2 separate regions of the Rattus norvegicus genome follow, and region 2 is linked to region 1. A link is a contact called in public Hi-C data. All regions are on one chromosome and are shown on one strand. The core of a region is the stretch at or near the end of the contact, and the rest is flanking DNA. Distances in the headings are between cores, read along the strand shown. Region 1 holds the start of Pga5 (pepsinogen A5). Region 2 holds the start of Ccdc86 (coiled-coil domain containing 86).

What was found. Hi-C and Micro-C count contacts between places; a contact is called where the count stands out from the background.
Region 2: a contact with region 1 is called in a Hi-C map of hepatocytes, with 2.1 times the contacts expected there. The contact joins the promoter of Ccdc86 here to the promoter of Pga5 in region 1. A contact is called at or near these places in 9 of 12 Hi-C or Micro-C datasets (the A7r5 cell line, frontal cortex, hepatocytes and 5 more) and 1 of 1 datasets of contacts at active chromatin or transcription factors (oligodendrocytes).

Annotation. Positions count from the first base shown.
Region 1 is chr1:216,749,182-216,756,985 of GRCr8, forward strand. Pga5 (pepsinogen A5) reads right to left here and starts at 2,886. Exons shown (of 9, transcript NM_021753.1): 1 at 2,814-2,886; 2 at 1,494-1,653. The coding sequence starts at 2,866. It also overlaps a transcript of Vwce not described here.
Region 2 is chr1:217,018,108-217,025,911 of GRCr8, forward strand. It overlaps Ccdc86 (coiled-coil domain containing 86), which reads right to left and starts at 3,332. Exons shown (of 4, transcript NM_001006974.3): 1 at 2,612-3,332. The coding sequence starts at 3,312.

The DNA of each region.
Region 1 (7,804 bases), core at 1,636-4,135:
CTTCTGGGTCACTCCAGGCCCCTGTGCTCTTTGCTTTCTACAAAGTCAAAATAGTTACTATCAAGACCACTCAGTCCTTTTTTTTTTAAAATAAAGATACATTTATTTTATTTATATAAACACAGGAGCCCTTTATAGATGGTTATGAGCCACTATGTGGTTGCTGGGAATTGAACTCAGGACCTCTGGAAGAGCAGTCAGTGCTCTTAACCCCTGAGACATCTCTCCAGCCCGTCAGTCCTTTCATTGGGCATTTGTTTACACTTCCCCACCTATTGCCTTTTCTCCCCCCTTTCTTTTTGATAGGTCTCACTATGTAGCTCGGGCTAGCCTCAAACTCATGATTCTCCTGCCTCAGTCTTCTGATTGCTTGGATTATTGGCTTGCACTACCATGCCCAGCGGACATTTGCTCTTTGCCTGTTTCTCTGGCTTGCTGTAAGAAGCTAGGCTTAGTCAGGTGTGGTAGTGCACACTTCTGATACAGGCATGCAGGAGGTAGAGCGGGTGGATCTCTGTGAGTGGGAGGACAGCCACATAGCAAATTCCAGGCCAGCTAGAGTTACACAGCCTTGAAAAAAAAAAAAAACCCAAAGAAAGAAAGAAACTAGGTTCTGCTCGTCAGACATGACAGCATCTTGCTGGTTGGCCCAGCGTCCAGCCCATCTCAGAACTCACTCTGCTCATTGGTTGAAATCTGAGTCTGCCAGTGGGATACCTAACTTGACTTGCAATTGGATTTGCTGGTCTTGGGTTAGATACAGCTCATCCTTGCTTGGGGCCTAGGGATTCATCTCAGAAAAAAAAACAAAACACAATAATAGTCCAGGTACTCAGTGACTTCCTTTGGCATAGAACAGGACAGGATGTCTGTGTGGTAGTAACTGGTCATTGCTGGGTTCAACCTGTCAGCACAGCTCCAGATGGAGTAGGGATGAGGAACGGTGGGGGACACAGGTCCCTGTTCCTCACCCATTTTCCTTTCGTGTGTGTGTGTGTGTGTGTGTGTGTGTGTGTGTGTGTGTGTGTGTCTGTGTTGTGTATGTGCAGGTGCAAATAGAGGCCAGAGGAGGACACTGGGCATCCTGATCTGTGACTCTCCACCTTATTCTTTTGGGATAGGCTCTCTCACTGAGCATGGAGCTAGGCTGGCAGGCTACAAACCCCAGCTACTCTCCTGTTTCTGCTCCCACAGCAGGTGACACAGAGGGGTGTGTGTGTGTGTGTGTGTGTGTGTGTGTGTGTGTGTGTGTGTGTGTGTGTCTACATCCAGTTCGTATTTTATGTGATTTTTATGTGAATGTTAGGGATTTGAACTGAGGTCCTCACACTTGAGCAGCAGGTGCTCTTAGCTGCTGAGCCACCTCAGCCCCTGCTCTCTACCCTTTCTGACTTTAGGAACCTCAGCCCCAATTCAGGATTCCTCAGAGGGGCCACAGTGCTAGGCAAAAGCCCTAGGGGGCGCTCGGGAGCTCCAGTTCCCGTCACACTTACGTCTAGGTAGTTCCTCATAGGCTCATAAGTTACTGATGGGTTCCTGCGCTGCTCAAGAAGCACGTGGGCACGGCTGCGAGGGTACTTCTCCAGGTAATCCTTCAGCATGTGGCTTTCCCGCAGGTTTTCTCGCATGGACTTAATCTTCATCAGAGGGATTCTTTAAATGAGCATCCGGAAGGAAATTAAGTGAGAGATCAAGGAGCCGTGGGGCGCCAAGAGGCGACTCCGGGGGACCACACCTTGCATTGCAACTGCACAGTGGGTTTTCCAAAGAAGATAGATCACAGTGAGAAGACAATGGCAGGGTGCCTGGTTTCCAGGCTCTGGTATTCGCTTTCGAGCCGGCCACGGGGCCGTTCTGAACCTTTCAGCTTCCCTTTCTGTAAAGAAGATGGGAAAATAACTCGCTTCACGTTGACTGCTCAGGGTGGCGGTGATGGACCGCCGGTGATGGAACATCTACCATCTGTCCTAACACTCTTCCCAGTATTGTCTTTCTCAAAGTAGCCAGAGAGGAAGGGTGGAAGATGGGACATTTCTACCCCAAAGCCCCTTTCCTTGTGACTCAGCTTTGGTCACCATGATGGTTACCAATCAAAGCTACGCCTAGGAAGAAGCCCCACCCCCTTTTGACTTTTCATTTTGAGACAGGGTCTTATGTATTCTGGGCAGCATCAGACTTGATATATAACTGAGGATGACCTTACACTTCTTATCATCTGGTCTCTATCTTTCAAAAGCTGACATTACAAGCAGATACCACTGCACGCAGGTGGAAGCAGCCCTCAAACCCACCTTGTTTCAATCAGAGGTGAGGGATGAGAGAAAAATGGGAAATGCCAGGGAGCTAAAGTGAGAAATGATGAGGCCTGAGCCCAAAGAGAGAGAGAGAGAGAGAGAGAGAGAGAGAGAGAGAGAGAGAGAGAGAGAGAGGTCTGTGGACACAGAGACTCTCAGAGAGGTGGTGGTGGACAGATGGATGGATGGACAGACAGACATGCTGAGAGAGGTCTAAAAGACAACATAGAAGCTATACCCCTAAAGCTGCACTGAAGGATTTTGGTGAGAGACGTCACACAGACCATGATGTGACTTGTGCTCTTGGAGTTGGGTGACCCTGTATGCCTGCCCCAAGACTTCTGGGCCTTCCGGTGTTCCTGGCAAACTATCACTGATGAATGGACATCTGAAGGTTATGAAGGCCAGCGGGGGATTTCATTTCCTTCTTCACTGTAGGATAGGCATGGGATAAGAGGGTCAGACAGTTTTACAGGAGTGAGAAAGAGGCCAGGCTGATAGCACTCAGTTTATACTTACTTGACCAAGCACTCTGAGAGGGCCACAAGCCCGAGGACCCAAAGCCATTTCATGATCCTTTCCCAGGCTAAGGTGCTAGGGAGAAGCTCTGGGCCTGAAGCTGTGTGGAGAACTGCTTATTAAGTACGTCTGGCCTGCTCTAATCAGACCCTGGAGGGCCACTAATGGGGCCTGATAAGAAATGCAAACCTCCCCGATAACATCTTTACCCTGGTCAGGAGAGTAAAGGGCTAAACTTTCTCAGAATCTAGGGAGTTTTTGTGGTTGTGAACGTAGCACCAAGTCACCTGATTTTACAGAGTGGGGAGACGCCTGCTATCTTGGTGATAAAGACCCTGTGGATAAAGTGACAAAGGTAAGTGCTAGGTGCCTCTCTGCTGGTCAGATCCCACCAGTTACTAAGTGGCCTGTGAAGTGTACTCTGCTGTCCTCATTAGAGAGTGGGTTACTGGGAGGTACAGAAGGCCTGGTCTGACAACCTGAGTTTGCTATCCAGGGCCCACGTGGTGGGAAGATAGAACTGACTTGTTTAAGCAATTTTTAACCTCCATACACCTCCGTGGTAGTTCAGAGGCACCCACCCACCCACATAAAACAAACACACAAATAGATCAGTAAATGTAAAAATGTATCCATGATAAATGGAAGACTTTTAAACATTTTATTTTTCTTCAGAAACCAACAGATAGGCAGTTAGTCCCTGCCTTCATGGACTTTTCAATCTGGGGCAAGATGGGCCTGCTCAGGACCTAGGAGGCAAAGTGGGTAGTCTGGGTGGCCATGGTGGGCATGGTGCTACATTGTCTTACCACAAGGAGGCAGTCTCGAGCCAGCTCTGACTTGCCAATGCCAGGCTGGAAGGAAGCCATGGTGCCAAATTGGCCACATTTTCGAGAGAAGTCAAAGCCTGGATTTTTTTTTTTATGTGAAATTCCTGCTCTTTAAATGTTAGCAGCTCGGATATTATGATGCAGGTACTTCACAAACTGTCCCTGGCTCCTAAGCCCCTCCCTGCAAGTGGGAAGACACTCTTCATCCTAGAGGGTACAGCAGGACACCACGCAGAATCTGTTAACCTTAGCTTTTACCCTTTCTGTTCTGCCACATTTTGACGTTCTTGTTGAGGAAGCTGTGACAAAGTCTCCTTAGAAAAGCAAATGGGGGGTTGGGGATTTAGCTCAGTGGAAGAGCGCTTGCCTAGCAAGCGCAAGGCCCTGGGTTTGGTCCCCAGCTCCGGAAAAAAAAAAAAAAAAAAAAAAAAAAAAAAAAAAAAAAAAAAAGAAAAGCAAATGGACAGAGTTTGGGGACGGGGAACTTACCAACTGATGCGGGTCCCTATAGTGCTGCAGACCTGGAAGCCCTCCAATTCCAGGGGATCCAGTGCACTCTTCTGGCCTCCAAGGGTGTTTCCCCCCACCCCCATCCCATTAAAGATGGTTGTGAGCCACCATGTGGTTGCTCAGAATTGAACCCAGTACCTCTAGAAGAGCAGCCAGTGCTGGGAACAGCTGAGCCATCTCTCCAACCCACCCCCATCCCCACCCCCATGGCCCCCACAGCAAATGAGTGAACACACACAATGGAAATGTTCCCCCAAGCTCTGAGCCACTCAAACAAATGATCCAAACTGAAGGAGGGCTCTCAGGAACCCTGACTTATATCCAGTTGGAGAGAGTTATGGAGAACTCGCATATGGCTGTGGGCTGACATCTAGAGCATGGTGCAGTCTGGGCTGAGCCTAGCTGTGGAATCTGAGGCAGCCTGCAGGTGAGACAAAGCAATGACTTCAAACAAAATTCCCACGTGATGAGCACCTATTACAGCTCCCCTGATAGGACCCAGGTTGGTCTGCCCATCCAGACATGCAAATAAATATTCTTTTTAATCATCTTGTCAGAAAAACACCCCTGGGAGCCTTTGGCCTAGGAGACACATGTTTACCTCCTTAAACTGGCACTACAGCATAGACTACAGAATAATACTCTTCTCCCCACAGGAGTCAACAGTGACAGTGTGGTCTGACCTCACGACTTGGGTGGTAGGTGGAGTTGTGGAATTGGAGCCCCACCTCTTATGCCTCCCTTTTGCACTTTGACCTGTCAAGCCATCTTCCCAAGTAGCTATGCTAATCTATCCATTGCTAGTCACTAATGAGAGCCATTGTGGTCCCAGGTCCTTGCCATGACAAATGTGCTTCCATTGATACTCTGGATTTTGGTGGTCCAAATACCTTTTATTTTTGAGGCAGCATCTCCTCTATCCCTGGCTGGCCTTGGTATATACCCAGTGTGCTTTGAAATTCTGATCTTCCTGCCTCTGTCCCCTGAGTGCTTGGGTTTTGAGTGTGAGTCACCTTGCCGGGTTTATGCAGAGTATTGCAGGGGATGGAGCCCAGGGCTCCGAGCATGCTCCGTATACTCTGCTAACCAAGTCACATCTCCAGCCTCTAGGCACACGTTTTAAGAATTATACTATTTACGTATGTAGGTATATGTTGCATGGAAGGGCAGGGTTGTATGGAAGTCACAGTGGAAGCTCATTCTCTCTTTCCACTATGTGGGTCCTGGAGACAGGATGAGGATTTAGCAGGAAATGTTGTTTCCTGCTGAGCCATCATCATCTTACTGTCCCCCAAAACTTAAAAAATTTAGGCGTGTGTGTGTGTGTGTGTGTGTGTGTGTGTGTGTCTGTGTGTGTGCATGTGTGCTTGTTCACGTATTTATGTGTGGGTAGATTCATGTGGGTGGATGCCAGAAAAGAGTGTTGGCTCTCCCAAAGCTGAAGTTACAAGTGGCCGTGAGCCACTCAGTATTGATGCTGGGGTCTTCTGTAAGATCCACAGGCACAATTAACCATTGAGCCATCTGCTCAGCCCCACTCACACTAGACACTTTAAAAAATGTTATATTATTATTTTATATATATATGGGTGTTTTGCCTATATGTATGTCTATGTACCATGTATATACCTGGTGCCTATGGAAGCCAGAGAGAGTGTTGGACCCCTGAGAATTGGAGTTACAGACATCTGTGAGCCACCACGTGGGTGCTGGGAATTGAACCTGGTTTCTCTGCAAGAACAGCCAGTGCTCTTAACCATAGATCATCTCTGAAGTGGCATAAAATGGAGACTTATCTACAAAATGTCTTAGGAACCAGCAAACATGTTGTAGATATGGGCATACTCTAGAGCCCAACTCACAATTTGAATGGTTAAAAAACCACTTTGCTTTATTTTCAGCACTGGGGCTCAAGCCCCAGGCCTCACACATGCTGTCAAGCACTGTGCCATTGGGCTCCATTGTAGCCTTTTAAAGGAATTTCAGAATCAAGGAAACTCAAACGGGGAGTGGATACTGAGTGAAGTTAAAGGGAGTCGTGTGGGACTGGCAGTGCAGCTCAGTTAGTGCAGTGCTGGCCTAGGACTCAGTGAGCTCCATCTCTTACACCACACGAATCAGCTGTGGTGTGGATGATTAATGGTTGGGAGAGGGAGTCTGGAGGATCAGGAGTTCAAGGCCAGCCTTGACTACAAAGCCCGTTTGAGGCCAGCTTTGATTGTATAAGACCCTTTCTCAAGACAAGCGAACAACCAAACAAGGAAAGAACCTCGGTTTGTGGTTTGTGATCCTAGCTTTAGGGAGGCTAAGGTAGGAGTTTGTGACCAGCCTGGGCTCCATAGTAAGTTTTGAGTTAGCCTGAGCTATGTAGTGAGTCCCTGTCTGCCCTTCTTCCAGTAAAAAGGCAAAAACAGACAACAAATAATAACCCTCCCAAATAAAGAGTAAATTTATTTAGAATAAAAGTATATGGGGGGGGGGCTGGAGGATTGTGGGGGAGAGGTTGGAGAGATGGCTCAGCAGTTAAGAGCACTGACTGCTCTCCAAGAGGTCTTGAGTTCAATTCAACCATCTGTGATTGGATCTGATGCCCTCTTCTGGTATGCCTGAAGAGAGCTACAGTGTACCCACATACATGAAATAAATAAATCTTAAAACAAAACAAAACAAAAAAAAACCAGATGTGGTGATACATACCTGTAATCCTAGAGCTTGAGAGGGGAAGGCAGAAGATCAGAATTTCAAAGTCATCCTTGGCTACACAGGGAGTCAGAGGCCACCTGAGTGAAATGAGACTGAGAAAAGAAGGGGTTTAGCTGAAACTCTGAACACTGTCCCGGTTGCTGAGTCATGGGATACTATTAAGATCAACTTATAGATTTAAAATTACTTTCATAACAAATTGAACTGTTTCCTGGTTTTAGGTTTTACTTCAGTTTTGTTTAAGATAGGGTTCTGTTGGCTGGGCTGGAAGTTGCCATGTAGGCCAGGCTGGCCTCAAACTTTGCAGTGGTCCTCCTGCCTCTGTCTCCTAAGTGTTGGGATCACACAAGTGTGCGGTCACACCTGGTACGATGTCCATCTTGAAGTCCTTATCCTTAGGGATATGCCCAGAGGTACATGAAGGGCGCAGTTGGACAGCCTGGTACTGGCCAAGTTGCTCTGGAACCCCTGAACCCTGTTTCCTCACCCTGGGGTCACCTAACCCGGTTTGCATCTTTGATGAGTTTAGGGCGGGGCTGAGAAGTAGGAGAGATGGGTCAATTTTACAAAGTAACTCTTCTCAAGTTCTCAAGAAGGCTCTTTCCCTCTCTCTGGCTTTCTTGTCATTGGGACCATCTGCAGGGGGAGGGAGAGAGCCCAGGCTGAGGCAGGGGGTTGATTTGAAAGGAAAGGAGAGTGGAGGACACTACAATAGAATAACAGAGGAAAGAATTGTTGGCATGGGATATAAGAGGGATCAACAGAGAAAGGGACCTTAGAAGGGAACCATGGGTTTGCAGTGTAGGAGAGGTACACCTAGGGCAGTGGGATGTGTGAGAGGGGCATCAAGTAAACAGATCAACTGGAAGAGGAAAGCAGGCCTCACCCTGAGGCAGCACCTACCAGGGCTTCCATCCCACATGCATCTTCTGGTATAGATGCTGGAGG
Region 2 (7,804 bases), core at 2,082-4,581, 270 kb after region 1:
GACCTCTGTGGTGTTGCCTTCACACCCTGCTGTCACTGGGCTCTGGGTCTGCGTCTACTCCTTTCCTGACTGCCTGGCATTCAGCTTTCTACAGAAGCTTAGGAAGGAATGGGCTACTAAGCATGTAGGCCTATTTCCATTCCAAGACTCAAGAGTCCTCTCATTCCTGAGTGTAGTTTGGGACTTGAAGCTTTCTGTACTCATACAGCTTCAGCTGTGCAGTTTTGCTGCTACCAAACAGGGTAACTTGTGAGTGAATGCCTCTGGAGATGAGGTGCTCATTCCCTAGAGGGGTGTGACTTTACCTCCAAACAGCAAAAACAAAGCCTTTCTGTAAAAAATTCAGATTATTCTTCAGTTTGGGGGATGTGAAGGTGGAGAAGTGGGATTTGGGGGTTTCTGATAAGTCTGGCTTTTCTGGAGAGTCAAATGCTCTTACAGTCATAGAAGAATGGAGATGACATCTGTAAGAACACTCTAGGGTATGCTAAAACATTTTAGGAGGGGTTAAGTGCAGGGACAAGGAACAGAAGATAAAGCTGGGCCAGGAAATGCTGAAAACTGTTGAAACTGGTGATAGGACTCATAAAACTCAGCTCTTTCCTTTTCTGTGATAAAAAGTAAAAATAAAATGAAGACAAGCCCTCACATCTCTCCCCCACTACCTGCTCAGTCTGCTGGGTGTCCCATGGGCCTGTTCTCCCCCCAACCCTCTCTTATCCCCAGAACTCTAAGGCTCCTCAGCAGATCCTTTCACAGTGGCCCTTCTGCCTCCCACACTCCAACCTTGACTCGTGTAGGAGTTCCTATTTACTTGCCTGTTAGAGGATATCTTGAGGAACCCTGTCTCTGAAGGCCTTGGTGCATGTCTGTGGCTGACCAGACAAAGGTCAATGCTGCATTTCTGAGTGTCTGCTCCCTTCCTAGAGTCTGGCACACAGTGTGGAACTTGGCACCAGGTTTACTCACAGGCAGTCTGGTTCTGTCCCCTCCCACTGCATCGCTAGCTTCTGACACCAGCATTCTCCTCTCTGCTAAGTCCCCAAGCTTTCTCAAGACCCAGCTTCCAAAAAGCAGAGCAGTGGGTACCTTGTGGACTTCCTTTCACTCTTAACAAACCGGAATTTGAGAATCCTGGAAGGACAGGATGATGGAAGCCTGGAGAAACCAGAGCCACTAGACATAATACTATATCTTGTTAGAGCATCAGTGACAACAATGTTCCGTCATGGAAATGATCCCCGCCCCTTCCTGAAAGGGAATCACTACGTATAGGCTGCTGTAGCGCTTGATTTGTAGTTTGTGTTAAGAAGACTCATAGATTATTTCATTTAATAGTGAATGTAAATGTAGCAAGTGGCTACAGCACTGAGGCAGAGTCGATGTTCAGCACTAGTTATTGGAGATGGAAAACAGGCCTGGATGTCTGGTCCTGAGACCATTATTTACTTCCTATGAGACCCTGGGCAAGGAAGCCTCTCAGCCACGGCACCCCCCTGTGTGTACATAACAGTATAGAAGGGTAACAGGTTGCCTGTGGCCATCAGTGGCCTGGCTACTGTGACTTGCTGGGAGCAGCTTCAAAGTTTTTCTGATTGGTGCCTTTCTCTTTAAGCTTAACTTTCTTAAGTTTAATGGAGTATGCTTGGGGGAGGGGTTATACCCAGAGCTTAGGCTTTAAGAGTAACAAAATGACATCTGTAAAGTGCCTGCACAAAGCCTGGCACAGTCCATCATCCGTCAATGTCATCCTCTTAAAATCTCTGATGCCCTGTTCTCTTACGAATTCTTGTCTTTGGCCAGTAGCTGATACTTCAACCCTACTTCTTCTCCAGAGCTGAAATTTCAACTGAACCCACTTCTCTTTCCCTGCTGCCTAAACAATGCCCTTCATATAAGCCTCCTCATTCCTTTACTGAAAAATATAAACTCAGCATTACCATGCCCCAGCACTGAAAGGACAAGGAAGACCCCATGTCTTAAGAAGGCTGCAACCCAAGTGAAGCTGGTCAACAGAAGCAGGTTAATGGGTTCCGCTCACTCGCTTTGCGGTCAAATCTATGCTCCCATCCCGTGTCTCAATTAGCCTCCGTGAGCCTTGTTTTCTTCAGATGTACAATATTAATACTAGTAACACCTGCTCCAAAGGGGAAAGATTAAATGTGATTACATGTGTGGCTGGCTATGAAAGACTCACTCTCTGGCCATCCCTAAGGAAGTGACACAGAACCAGTGATGATATTTTACAGTAAAAAGGATCTCACTATAATGGCTGCCTTTCTTGCTCTGCTTCCCTCACTAGATGTGGCAGACAAGGTGGCACATGCCTTCAAACCCAGCACTAGGAAGGCAGAAGCAAGCATATCTCTGTGAATTTCAGGACAGCCATTGTCACACAGTGAGACCCTGCCTCGCAATAAAAAAAGGGAAGGAAAGGAAGTTCAAAAGAACACCTCAAGACCACTGAGGATCTCCCTTAGGCATTTTGACATGATCCTGTTTGTTAATTTTACTCGGGTGAGCTCTTTCAAGTCTGGGATTTCATTCAGGCGAAGGCAAGGTCCAAATGCACGGAGAACCCAACACATCGCCCATGCTGTCCTCACTTTACCTCTTCTTGGAGCGGTCTTTCCACACACGCCCGGATTTGGGCTTCCCCTTCGGAATTACAGGAAGCTCCTCCTTCAGTTTCTTGGACGCTGGGGCCTGGGGAGAAGCTATAACTCGCTTCTTTAGGTCGAGACTTCCGGTCACTGACTCTCCAGCCGGAGGTAGCTTGCTTGGCTCCAGCTGGCGCTCTGGGGAGCTAGGTGCCTGGAATGCCAGCTCCTGTGCTGGCTGGGAGGGCTCGGGACCCGGTGCTTGCTGACCCGGGCAAGGCTCGGGAGATCTTGGGATCACCTCCTCCTTAGCGTGGGCTACCTCAGAGTCCTGTGTGGGAGATAATTTGGATGACTGCTCTCGTTGCGGGGATTCCGGATTCGACTCTGTCTGTCCTGCAGGTGAATCCAGGCCCAGATCTTGATGAAGTTGAAGGGACCCAGGGTGAGGCTCTGGTTGCCTTTGTGGGGACCCAAAGCCTGCATCCTGTTTAGGACAGGGTGATTCGGGGCTAGTCTCCGGCTGAGGTTGGGGAGACACAAGGTCCAGTGGCGGAACTCTCGGAGACTCGAGCTCTCTTGTTTCTTCTGGGTTCGACTTGAAATCTACAAGAGCCCGTTTGGCCCGAGAGACTTCGGGGTCAGGAAGGTTCTCCAGAGACAGAGGGTTTAGGCCTTCCAGCCGCCGGCTGCGCCTCAGCGGCGTACCCATGGCTCACGTGTAGTCTCCGTAGCCTTCAGAATCGTCGGCGCCTTCATATGACGTCAGACTCGTCTATTTCCGTACCGGGCAGGAAGTGCGCACTGGCGGTAGAGTGATGCGTGGAAAAGCAGGGGATGTTTGTCCCGGGGGCTGGGCTTAGTAGACGCATGCGTGTTGTGTCTGGTTGCTGGGTTTCCGCGATGCGGTTTTTTTTTTTTTTTTTTTTTTTTTTTTTGGTCGTTTTTGTTTTTGTAAACCGCGAGTTCTAGGTGCAAGAGAAGCGGGGTTGGAGTGGGGTATACCTTTTCTTTTTTCCCTGAGAGAAGAGGTTGGCAAAAAGGCGGAGGGAGTTTGTAGGCAGAGCTGAGCGTGTTAATTTACTCTGGAACAGCTGGGCCCGCATACGTCACGTTTTCTTTTGTTTTATCTTTTGTAATAGTAGCTTTGCGCAGTGTAACAAAGGAGGAGGCCCTGGGGGTCTGCATGAGTGGGAAATCTTCAATTTTTGAGTTTTCTTAAACGTTCTCACCCTTACCATCTCTTTTACTACTGTGCCCAGATATGCTTCAACAGTTTCAATCAGCGAAGTGTCAGGTCTGAGGCCCAGAAAACCCTGACTGCTTTGTTGTCAATGTTGGGGGGTCACAGCGTGTGCCCGAAGTCAGGTCTGGCTACCCCATCGTCAACAAACCACCGGAAAGAGCCAAATTAAAATTGGAAAGCTTTAGAAAAAGAATTATTCAAATGGCCATACTGGGAAGAGAGGCAAAGAGATTCTGTGAATCACCCAAATTCGACCTCAGGGTTCTAAAGTTAGATAGAAAGTTTAGATAGAGGGCCAAGGATAAATACATTTAAGTAGTCCTTATCAAGGTATGACTCTGTCCACCATTGCCCCACCATTATCTGGGTTTTAGTCTCATCCTGTAGGTGGTCTGACAAGCTCTTTCCAGGGGACAAATTTCCCCTCTGGCTGGTACCCGTTTTTGTCTCCCCTCTGGCTGGTACCCTTTTTTCTTCTCCCAGCATGAGAATTCTGAGAAAATTCCCATTTCTTTGGAGTCCACTGTTTGTTTGATTGTCTGATAGGCAAAAGTGTCTCTTTAGAATACCTTCATTTCTGCCAGGATGGTTACATGCTGACCCAGGAGGAGGCAAGGAAGATGTAGAGCCAGAGAAAAGTTTCTGCAGGGTAGAAAGTGGATGCCCAATTCTTGGACACACCCCCTAGGCACTGCACACATGGTCTCAGATGCATACTGATGGAGTTAACCTGAGTCCACCCTTAGGGTTAGGGAATAGCACAGCTTCTCCATGTCACTAAGAACAATTGCACCCTGGTGTTGTAATTATATGTCAGCTCCTGCCTCCCCAGTAATGGCTCAGAGCCCTCATGTCCCTGATTTAAGGGGAGCTGCAGGGAGTTGTGGTTTTCTCCAGGCTGCCTCAGACCCCCAACCCCCTTCCTGTCTCTTGCCTCTATCTGGTCACTTGCAAATATTGATTAGAGCACATCCTGGGTCTACTTAAATAATTCAGGTCTAATTTTGTGTCTCTTCCAGGGATGGAGCGTGAGAGTGTGTGTGTGTATGTGTGTGTGTGTGTGTGTGTGTGTGTGTGTGTGTGTGTGTGTGTGTGTAGGAGAGATTGATTTTGGACAGAAGACGTTGGATGTGCCTTTAACATCTGTGCAAGGTTCCACTTGAGCCCAGCCTGGTTTATCACTGTATGCACCGGTCAGGGAAGACTCCTGAAATTTTCAGAGTAGGTAGCTTTCTTCCTCAGTTCCATCTAGTAGTAGGATAAGAAGGGGCTCCCCCACCCCTCAAGAGACCTCAGCAGGGTTTAGCCCCAGGTTCTTGTGAAGGTAATCTGGTAATTCATGTGCCCTCAGGCTTTTCCCTGGCTCACTTTCCCATTCACCCATTGTTGCTTCTGGGGGGGGGGCACTTTGTAAACATTATTTGCATATAAATCCTCATTTTAAGTGTTGGCTCTTGTTAGCTATCAAAAGATCTCCAGAACCTTGACTCTCCTGGCAGAACAGTGAGATGGGGGTGGGGTTGGAGTGGGAGGACTAATAAAGGTCTGTCTCTTTCTTTGTGTTTGAATGTCTGGGCTTGTCTTTCAATCTCTCTCTCTCTCTCTCTCTCTCTCTTACCTGTGGCCATTTACCTCTGCCAGGGCAAAGTGAGAGAGTACCAGACTGACTGTCCTTGTCTCTTGACTCAAGCTTGCAAATCACTATGCTCTTGCTTGTATAAATTGCATGTGCCCATCTGTGTGTATCTGTGCACCTCTATGTGTGCATCTGTTAGTGCAGACTATTGTTCTAGGATAGACAATCATCCTCCTGGTTTGGTATTCCAGGGGACTAAAGAACTCCAGGAGACCCCTTGTAGGCAACAAGTGTTTACTTAATGCTGGGGATTTCAAAACTCAACCGTGCTGCCCTGGTAGGATGAATGATTGAAGTCTAGGAGAATATCTGATCCATATCATGGGTCCATTTGTAGGCACTGGTTTCCTTCAGTCAGCAGATCTTAGGTTACATAAATAAACCAGGTCTTGCCCTGTCAGCACCTCATGGCATGTGTGACACTCAACCCCTCCAGTGCACAGACCAGGAGCAGTTAGGGACAGAAATGTCTGCAGGAGGGGCCGTTGCCAGGCAACTAAACCTTCCCTCTCTGTGACTAATCCTGGCTCACAGTGTCACTCTCTGCCTGGCTTTGGACAACTGCTTTATCCTTTCTGTGTCTTGGTTATCTTCTGGGAACAGGGAGATTTACTATGAAAAACTGAGGCTTTGGAGTCAGACTGGCCAGGCTCCCACCTCTACTTAATTGCTACGTGATCTTTATGAGTACCCAAGCCTCCCTGTGCTTCAGTTTCTTTATTAATAAAAATAGTCACAAGAACAGCACAACTGCCTCCCAGGGTTGTGCAGAGTAAACAGAGCTGCACAGCACATACCCGGCAGCTGGCTCCTCTCTGCTACTCACAGTTGCTTACATATTCAAAGACAGGTTTCCTATAGCTTTTCTAGAATCCTCTTTCAGTCAGGCTGAAATCTCTCCAACTGTCCCCCAGTTCTCCAAAGGCCTCCTTCTCCCTCCCCCAGAACCAACTGCCCTCGGCACTATGGGTTCATTATCTTTCTACTCCACAGTTCCCAGTGGTATGACCAGCTCCCCCATACTCTTCCTGGCAGTAAGCCGCCATGTAGGTCTCCAGTGGGAAATGTCCACTGGAGCTCCAGCTGTCTCTTGGTGTTATTTTAGATACTGTAAATTTTCCTCCCCTCCCCTTCCCTTACCTTTCCTTTCTCCTCGTCCCTATTTTCACGACTTTCTTCTCCTCCCTGCCTGAAACCATCTTGATTAGCTCATGGCAATCTGCCTATCTCATCCTCCTCCTGAGTGCGTGCTACAGATGGGAGCCACCATGCCTGGCTAGTACAGGACCTCTGTTGAGTTGTTTTGGGGTCTAGCTCCTCTGATGTAACCCTTGATCCACCTCCTGTTTGGCAAGTGTGCATAGCTATTTTCAGGTGTATGCCATGAGTTGTTCCACAGAGCACAGGGAGCAGGACAGGGGTCAGCTCTTACTGAGAGCGCTCATCTCAGCCTCTATCCCTTTGACCCATGAGATGGGGAAGGAGGGCCTGAGTGGGAGGAGAAGCCTACAACCGTTCAGTTGTGGCACTCACAGGGTTCTGGGAAGCTGCTGGGTTAGGGAAGGGTCACTCCAAAGCTCTCTGGTACCTGCTGCTCAGGGTGGAGATCAGAGCTTATCTGCAGATCTCAAAGTATCTGTAGGTTTTGCCAAAACGAGAAGGGACACTGCTGCCATCCCTCGGTCTGCAGAGGGGAGGGAAGCTTGTATGTGTGGGTGTGTGCGAGGAATCTTATAGCATGCTCCTTGACGTGAACAGGTCAGAGAAGGGGTTAGACATGGCCTGAGCAGGTAGAAGAGGGGACTCTAAGAAGGTGAACATTTCACATCCCATCCTCTCCCTACTGTATCTAAGAACATTTCTGATTCAGTAAGAATCGGTCAAACTCCAGGTGTGTCCAAGCCTTAGAGGTTAGGATTCAGTATGCTTGGTATGGGGCCATGGGCTTGGGTTTCTAGCAAACTCTCAGGTGTTGCTGCTGGTGGTAGTGGTGCAGGCAGTGGGGCGGTGCTGGTGCTGGTGGTCCACAGACCATACCCTGAGGATCCGTGTACTAGAGAAAGGGGTGAAGGAACCCTGAAGAGCCTGCCTTCTTTGCCTTCCCAGTGCAGAGGTTGTGTTCATTAGCACCCTATCATTTACCAAGAACTGATTATTTTCCCTGTGCCCAATAAACAACAGGGGAACAGGTAGTCATGGTCCCTGCCTCGAAGGAACGTATATCACTTTGGGGGTTCCTCTGGAGAACACAAGTCTGAAAGCCCTGAGGTCCTTTGAGCAGGAATGAGTTTCACCAATAAACAGGGGAGGTAATGGCATCTC